2 separate regions of the Oryctolagus cuniculus genome follow, and region 2 is linked to region 1. A link is a contact called in public Hi-C data. All regions are on one chromosome and are shown on one strand. The core of a region is the stretch at or near the end of the contact, and the rest is flanking DNA. Distances in the headings are between cores, read along the strand shown. Region 1 has its middle 68 kb from the start of PPP4R2. Region 2 overlaps GXYLT2 (glucoside xylosyltransferase 2).

The links. Hi-C and Micro-C count contacts between places; a contact is called where the count stands out from the background.
Region 2: a Hi-C map of liver shows a contact between it and region 1, with 5 times the contacts expected there. The contact joins two enhancer-like sites. A contact is called at or near these places in 3 of 6 Hi-C or Micro-C datasets (ear pinna, liver and an unstated tissue).

Annotation. Positions count from the first base shown.
Region 1 is chr10:76,178,110-76,182,511 of mOryCun1.1, forward strand. No RefSeq gene overlaps it. Among named protein-coding and RNA genes, the nearest start is that of PPP4R2, 68 kb to the right of the region's middle. Within about 2 kb of position 2,327, at least 1 of the 8 cell types and tissues checked has an H3K27ac peak or open chromatin away from gene starts, as enhancers often do.
Region 2 is chr10:76,300,984-76,305,385 of mOryCun1.1, forward strand. All of the region lies in intron 3 of GXYLT2 (glucoside xylosyltransferase 2), which reads right to left. Among named protein-coding and RNA genes, the nearest start is that of PPP4R2, 55 kb to the left of the region's middle. Within about 2 kb of position 2,493, at least 2 of the 8 cell types and tissues checked have an H3K27ac peak or open chromatin away from gene starts, as enhancers often do.

The DNA of each region.
Region 1 (4,402 bases), core at 1,077-3,576:
GTCCTGTCCCCCCCCCCCCCCAGTTCTGCCCTGGGAAATTGCAGGCCTTCGGAGAGCGAACCAGTAGATGAGAGTTCTCTCTCCCCCTCACCTTTTCTAATTTTAAAAATTGAAGATATCATGATCTCACTTGTTCATAGACTTATTCAGCAATGCCCCAGGCTCCTGGGCAGGGATGAAGGATGGGAGTCATAGGGAATGAGACTGCACACTCCTAAATATACATATTCAAAACAGTCTGCTATCGGCTCTGGGGCAACGGGAAACAACTTAGCTCTATCACTCAGAAACCATTTCTGGTTCCTAGTGAAACACATGTGTATGAGAAAGACAGAGGGAGATGCAAGTATTAGAACCCACTTAGGACACAAGCACACCTGCAGAGGTGGTCAGGCCCCTGGTGAGAGGCAGGCGACACGACAGCCAGCACCCACTCTCTATTTGAAAGTCAGAGTGACAGAGAAACAGAGAGAGCAACAGCCAGGGCTGGGTCAGGCCACAGCCAGGAGCCATGTGCCAGGAATTCCGTACTTGTCTCCCACGTGGATGGCAGGTGCCCAAGCACTTGGGCCATCCTCTGTGGCTTTCCCGGGCACATTAGCAGGGAGTTGGATCAGAAGTGGGGCAGCTGCTCCGATGTAGGATGCTGGTGTCAGGGGTGGCGATGTAACCTGCTGTGCCACCATGGCCCCTCTGTTTTCATCTATCTTGCTAACAGCTGGATCCCCGGGGCAGGTGCATCTCCAGGGCTGAACTTGTGGGCAGATCTCTGCCTGCATTGGCTGTGGGCTCTGGGTGAGGGACCTGGCTCATCTTAGAAAGCTGGCTGGGTGTCTCCACTCCTATGGTTCGCTGTCGCTACGAGGGCTGCTGGCTCCAGTTGCCCTCATTCTGCTTGAGGGGCGTGCCTTGCAGGTGCACCAGACCACAGCAGCTCACAGTCACTGCACTCACGGATCCCACATTGACACCCAATATCAGCACATCCTTGCCCAAATCCTGGAAGCAGCAGCCAGGAGCAAAAGCCAACACTGGTGGAGCCCATCTTGGCCGCTGAGGGAAGGACAGCAACTCTGAGAGTTGTGCAGAACCAAAGAAAGGAAAACACCTCCAAGAGGAAGCTGTGGTCTGGTTGCTGCATGGTTCCCCATTACAAGCCAGAGTGCAAAATCCCGCAGAGATGCAAATGTCAAGCTGAGACACTTGTGACTGGTCCACGCATTGCACAAATGTCACTAAGGCACATGTCTATTTTAACAGCGGCTTCGTTTCATCCGAAATAATGGTGTATCTTACTGGCTCACATGGCTTAATATACAGCTCATGGTTTGTCTGCCAGGTAACGGCCCCTTCTCCCCTCCAACACACCCTGGGAACAAGGATGTCTGTAGCATACATCACTGGGAAACACTGAAGTGTTCAGTGGTTGGTGTTGGTGGGGGACCAGGGATGGCAAGGGCACATCCCAGTGTCATGCTGAGCCAATGAGGTCGCTTAAGGGGGGCTGGGAGCTGTCAACATGACCAGGGCAGCTCTTAAGGCACCTATTTGGAATTATCATAAAAATAAAAGGGGGCTGACGCCGCGGTTCAATAGGCTAATCCTCCACCTGCGGCGGAGTTCTAGTCCCGGTTGGGGCGCCGGATTCTGTCCCAGTTGCCCCTCTTCCAGGCCAGCTCTCTGCTGTGGCCTGGGAATGCAGTGGAGGATGGTCAAAGTGCTTGGGCCCTGCACCCCATGGGAGACCAGAAGCACCTGGCTCCTGGTTTCGGATCAGCACGGTGCGCCGGCCACAATGGCAACATTGGAGGGTGAACCAACGGCAAAAGGAAGACCTGTCTCTCTCACTGTCCACTCTGCCTGTCAAAAAATAAATAAATAAAAGGGAAGGGACCGGCGCTGTGGCGTGGCAAGTGAAGTCACTGCCTGCAGTGCCGGCATCCCATATGGGTGCTGGTTTGAGTCCTGGCTGCTCCACTTACTCCAATCCAGCTCTCTGCTGTAGTCTGGGAATGCAGTAGAAGACGGCCCAAATCCTTAGGCCCCTGCACCCCCATGGGAGACCCAGAAGTTCCTGGCTCCTGGCTTTGGATAGGCTCAGCTCCAGCCATTGCGGCCAACTGGGGAGTAAACCAGCTCACGCTCTCTGCCTCTCGTTCTCTGTGTGGCTCTGATTCTCAAATAAATACATTTTTAAAAGGGGGGGAGGGGAAAAGGGCAAGTGTGCATCTCAATGTATACTGTGTGCATTCGCTATGGTAACAAGGAGGCGGGGAGGAGCAGGTGTCTCTGACTCAGTACAAGAGGTTGCTGGGAGATGCTGCCTGCCAGACACCCCTGATCTGCCACACCCTCCTCCTAATGACTAATCCTCATGGCAGCTCTGGGAGGGAGCTACCTGGTTTACCCAAGCAGAAATCAGTCAACAAACGGCAGAGCTAGGACTCAAACCCCAGAGATCTTGCCTCCAAAATCCTTGCTCTGGAGCACGATGCCTCACTGGCTTGGGGCAGGGGAATAGGGTGGCTGTGTGACAGGGATTTAGAAGAACAGGTAGGTATCTACAATTTTGTTTTATCTGAATTTTTTGTTGGGTATAAATTTAATGTTAAAAATAAGGCATATGTTCAAAGTATCTAGCTGGACAAATTCATTGAGAAAGACTGGGTTAAGGAGAGACAGTTCAGTATACACAGGAGCAAACCAGCAGGTGCACTGCTCCCAGCTCCAGAAAGCAGAAGCAAAGAAAGCTTTCTGGGATGACACGGCCCTGTCCCTGTGGCAAAGTCAGCACGAGAGCAGAAAGGCTGAGGAATCTGGAGTAGATTGTGCTCCCACTTGCTTCTGGCTGTGACTACAAGCCACTCAAGGGGCTGGCCTAACCTAGAGATGAGCCAACACTGGAGCCATATGGGCACCAGCTCTAGTCCTGGCAGCTCTCTGCTATGGCCTGGGAAAGCAGAAGATGGTCTAAGTGCTTGGGCCTCTGAACCCGAGTGAGAGAAGCACCTGGCTCCTAACTTCGGATCAGCGCAGCTCCGGCCGCTGTGGCCATTTGGGGAGTGACCCAATGGAAGCAAGACCTTTCTGTCTCTCCCTGTCACTGTAACTCTAGCTCTCAAATCAAAACAAAAAACAAAACACTGGAGCCTGCAGACTGGTACAGATTATTTCCCATTTTCAAACAATGTGTTGTCTTCCTTTGGGAAGAAAGGCCCTGAGAGTTTATCAATAAGCCCGAAGACAACAAATTCTGTGGATAGATTTTAAACTGAGGAAGTCTTGCTGGGGCAGGCACTAAGTGTAGCAGTAAAGACACATGGTAACAGATGCTGAAGCCCACATCAGAACGCCTGGCTAATACTCAGCTCTGACCCCGTCACTCCCGCGTAACCTGGGCTGCATTTTGGCAGGTTTCTCTTCTGGTACCGGTCTTTGAGACTGAATGAACTAGTGGATGGGAGCTAGCACTCTCACAAAAAACAAAAAACCTGCTCCTCAACTGCTAGAAGGGAATGTTCTTCCCATCAGAAAAGTAGCTGGGGCCGGTATTGTGGTGCAGAGGGTTATGCCAGTCTGCAACGCCAGCATCCATATCAGAGCATGGTTTCCAGTCCCTGCTGCTCTGCTTCCCACCCAGCTCCCTGCTAATGCACCAGGGAAAGCTGCTGGACGCCTCTATGGGAAACCCAGTGCGGTTCTAGGTTCCTGCTTCTGCTTGCATCAGCCCCATTACAGTCATTTGGGGAGTGTCCACTAACAAATTCTCTCCCTCTCACACTGCCTTCAAATAATATAAATCTTACAAAACAGGATAGTAGTCAGAGACCAAGCATATTACTCCTAGTCAGTGGAGCAGTTTTCCTAACATTAGTCCCCAAAACCGGCTACTAGTCATACCATTTAGTAAATGAAACTCAGTCAGGGTAAGTTAGACATCAGCTATGAACAAGAAGCTGAAACTCAAAAACACTGAAGTTTACAAATACGGCGGTGAGGGCCTGCACTGTGGCAGAGCTGGTGGAGCTGCTGCTTGAGAAGCCAGCACTCAGTATCAGACCACAGGTTCCAGTCCTGGGGGCTCTACTTCTGACCCCACTCCCTGCTAATGTGCCTAGGAAGGCAGAGAAGATGGCCCAAACACCTGGGCCCTTGCCATCCACGTAGGAGTCCTGGATGGACCCCGGCTGTTGCAGCCATTTGGGGACTGAACTAGTAGATGGAAGATCTCTGATGCTCTTTCAAATAAAGTAAATCTTTAAACACACATGGGCACGCACAGTGATTAGCATTCACCTCCTGTGGGTGCAGAGCCACTTACGTTACTCCCTACTGCAATTCTCACACAGTATTAGTGTAAAGAAAGGGAGAATCCAGAGCATTAAACAACCCTCTATTCTTC
Region 2 (4,402 bases), core at 1,243-3,742, 120 kb after region 1:
CTTCCTTTGCCATTGGTTCACCGCGCTGATCCAAAGCCAGGAGCTTCTCCTGGTCTCCCATGTGGGTGCAGGGCCCAAGAACTTGGGCCATCCTCCACTGCACTCCCGGGCCACAGCAAAGAGCTGGACTGGAAGAGGGGCAACCGGGACAAAATCCGGTGCCCCAACTGGGACTAGAATCCGGGGTGCCGGTGCCACAGGCGGAGGATTAGCCTATTGAGCCGCGGCGCCAGCCCTGTTACTGGTTTTTGTAACATTCTATATTTTAGCTGACAAGTGGATGCAACACAGCTCAAGCAGTAGGGAATCAGAAGCCAAATCTGGGACAGGTGTTGTGGTGCTGCTGATTAAGCCACAACTTGGGATGCCTGCATTCCATACTGCTTGCTGCTTCAAGTCCTGACTTCTTTTCTTCCAATCCGGCTTCCTGCTAATGCACCTGTGAAGGTAGTGGATGATGGCTCAAGTCCTTGGTTCCTTGCTATCCTGTGGGAGACCCACATGGTGGATGGAGTTCCTGGCTCTTGGTTTCAGACTGGCCCAGGCCTGGTTGTTGTGACCATTTGGGGAATGAGCCAACAGATGGAAGATTCTCTGTCACTCTCTCTTTTCTCTCTCCCTCTGCCTTTGAGATAAATAAATATTTAAAAATGTTAAGAATAGGCCGGCACCACGGCTCACTAGGCTAATCCTCTGCCTTGCAGCGCTGGCACACCGGGTTCTAGTCCCGGTCGGGGCGCCGGATTCTGTCCCGCTTGCCCCTCTTCCAGGCCAGCTCTCTGCTGTGGCCAGGGAGTGCAGAGGAAGATGGCCCAAGTACTTGGGCCCTGCGCCCCATGGGAGACCAGGAGAAACACCTGGCTCCTGCCATCGGATCAGCGCAGTGCGCCAGCTGCGGCGGCCATTGGAGGGTGAACCAACGGCAAAGGAAGACCTTTCTCTCTCTCTCTCTCTCTCACTGTCCAATCTGCCTGTCAAAATAATTAAAAAAAAATTGTTAAGAATATAAATCTTCATCATCTAGATTGGCCCAATTCTAGAACCCTGGGCTACATTTGATAGAAATAAAACTTTTTTTTTAAGATTTATTTATTTCTGCCAGCGCCGCGGCTCACTAGGCTAATCCTCTGCCTTGCAGCGCCGGCACACCGGGTTCTAGTCCCGGTCGGGGCGCCAGATTCTGTCCTGGTTGCCCCTCTTCCAGGCCAGCTCTCTGCTATGGCCAGGGAGTGCAGTGGAGGATGGCCCAAGTCCTTGGGCCCTGCACCCCATGGGAGACCAGGAGAAGTACCTGGCTCCTGCCATCGGATCAGTGCGGTGCGCCAGCCGTGGCGGCCATTGGAGGGTGAACCAACGGCAAAGGAAGACCTTTCTCTCTGTCTCTCTCTCTCACTATCCACTCTGCCTGTCAAAAAAAAAAAAAAAAAAAAGATTTATTTATTTCAAAGTCAGAGCTACAGAGAGGCAGAAGCAGAGGTCTTCCATCCGATGGTTCACTCCCCAGATGGGTCCAACGGCTGCAGCTGCGCCGATCCGAAGCCAGGAGTCAGGAGCTTCTGTGTTTTTTTTTTTTGTTTTTTTTTTGACAGGCAGAGTGGACAGTGAGAGAGAGAGACAGAGAGAAAGGTCTTCCTTTTGCCGTTGGTTCACCCTCCAATGGCCGCCGCGGCCGGCGAGCTGCGCTGATCCGATGGCAGGAGCCAGGAGCCAGGTGCTTTTCCTGGTCTCCCATGGGGTGCAGGGCCCAAGCACCTGGGCCATCCTCCACTGCACTCCCTGGCCACAGCAGAGAGCTGGACTGGAAGCAGGGGCAACCGGGACAGAATCCGGTGCCCCAACCGGGACTAGAACCCGGTGTGCCGGCGCCGCAAGGCGGAGGATTAGCCTAGTGAGCCGCGGGGCCGGCTTGGAGTCAGGAGCTTCTTTCAGGTCTCTCATGCAGGTGCAGGGGCCCAAGCACTTGGGCTATTTTCCACTGCTTTCCCAGGCCATAGCAGAGAGCTGGATTGGAAGTGGAGCAGCCAGATCTCGAACCAGTGCCCACATGGAATGCTGGCACTGCAGGTGGCAGCTTTACCCACTACGCCACAGCACTAGCCCCAGAAATAAAACTTTTAAAGAGCTAAAAACATCAGCCAGTTGCTATGGCCCTTGCTCCTTCTTCTTCCATCCTCCAAATTAAGTCACCTATCTCCCTTATTTTTACCTTGGAACAGCCAGGTCTGGCATTTCAAAGCCTGAAACAGACAATCTCTACACCAGGTCCTGCCCAGCTCTGAGGGTTGGTCCTGTCTGTCCCTGGATCCATGCTGATGGGTATGACACTCCATCTTTTGAAGTTATCTTTTTAGTCAGAATTTGGACTTGGGAATAAGCAAAGCAAGTCACTGGCCGCTTTGGGTAGAGAACAGGGATTGGCAGACTTCTCCCTCTCAAGAGCCAGAGAGTAAATATTTTGGGCTCTGTTTCAACTGCTCAAGTCTGCTGCTGGAGCATGCTAGCATGCCTGGACAAGCCTGAACAAATGGGAGAGGCTGCGAGCCAATGAAACTTCACTTAGGGACACTGACATTTGAGATGACACAAAAAAATCTTTGTGGGATTTTTTTCAGCCCTTCGAAAGGTAAAGGCCATTCTTACTCACTGGCTGTGGTCTGCTGATCATTCAAGCCAGCCACCTTAGGTAAACAAGGTCTCAGGAGCTAACTGCTGAGCAGATCAGAGCTTTGCCCTGGAGCTACAGGCATCAAAGCCTTAGCTAGGACTAGTGCCACTCGCCTTGCTCTGCCTTTGTCCCCCAGGCTGAGTCTTCCTGGATTTCCGGGCCCAGCCTCTTCCCAACACCACAGCAATACTTCTTGTGGATCGAATGCTTGTGTCCCTGCAACCCCCAAATTCCTATACAGAAGCCTTCGCCCCTAAGGTGATGGCATTTGGAGATGGGGGAATAATCAGGTTAGGTTGAGGTCAGGAGGGCGGAGCCCTCCCTTTGGAGATAGTGTGAGGAGTCAGATGGGTTAATAGATAGTCAGGGTGGTCCCAATGGAATTTGGAATATAAAATATTTGTTACCTTCCCCAAAATCTTATCTTTAGTAAGAACAAACAGGCTGCCCTCCTTCCTTTGGAATCTCCAAATTTACCATGAGAATAGTAAGGAAGCTCCTCCTGAGCCCACAGCTTATTGTGAAAACAAGTTATCAACTCTACCCTTAGCAGGCCAGACAGGATGGAGAATTGTAAATCAGGTTTTTTGATGGTTTTTGTCCCCGCCTGGTAACTGAATGCCAATCTAATTGTCAAGTTTGTACTTAAAGTTAGTACTGCCACCATCCCCTTTGGGTTTTCCTCTCTTGGAAGCCCCCGTCCCGCGCTGCTCTGGCTGGAGGTCTTTGATTCTAACAAATACTCTGAAATCCCTTTGCTGTCCGCTTGGACATTCTTCTTCCATGTGAGACAAAGAACCGAGGTAACAAGAATTTCTCTGCCACCCTTTAAGAATAGAGTCCTTGCAAGTTGGGACACCAACACAGAGTGTCTTCTGTTTGCCTCTGCCGAGCGAGGACACAACAGGGAGGAAGCAGTCTGCAAGCCACCAAGAGACATTCACCCAACCTGGCTGGCATGCTGATCTCAGCCCTGCAGCCTCCAGAGTGGAAGGAACATACACATCTGTGGTTTAAGCAATCAGTCTATTGTACTTTTTATTTTTTCCATTTGAGAGGCAGAGAGCTAGACAGAGGAAGCTCCCACTTGCTATTTCATTACCTAAATGCCCACACATGGGCAGAGCTGGGCTGCAGCTGAAGCCAGAAGCTGGGGACACAAGCCAGGTATCCCTCCCACGTGATGGGCAGAAACCTGATGAGTCATCACCACCGCCTCCCAGGGTCTGCACTGGCAGGAAGTCAGAGTCAGGAGCCAGAGTTGGGAGTCAAACCTGTTATATATTAATGTTAGCCGTCGTAAAACACACCGGACACCGGAGTAAGGGAAAGGGTTTATTGGGGAACACCCTACAGACCGGAGTGAAGGGGCAGCGAAGGAAAAAGAGAGAAAGAGAATATAAGAGAGAAACAGAGAGGAGAGGAGCTAGCAAGGAGAGAAGATAGAGCAGAGAAGAAGAGAGAGGAGAACTAAGAGAGAAGAACCAAGAGAGCACGTGTTCAGGAACAGGCCCTTTTAAAACTTTGCCTGAGGGCGGGCAGGGAAGCAGGGGCAGTGAATCCCATTAGGATGGGGGTGGAGCCTAGCTCAGGTAGCTGGGCCATGCGGCCACCTGGCTAAAACTACACCAGTTTCCTAACAAAACCCAGGAACTGCAAATATGAGACATGGGTCTCTTAGCCACTCAACACCCATTTCTGCTGCATTCTATTACTGGAACCCAAGCACACTGAGAC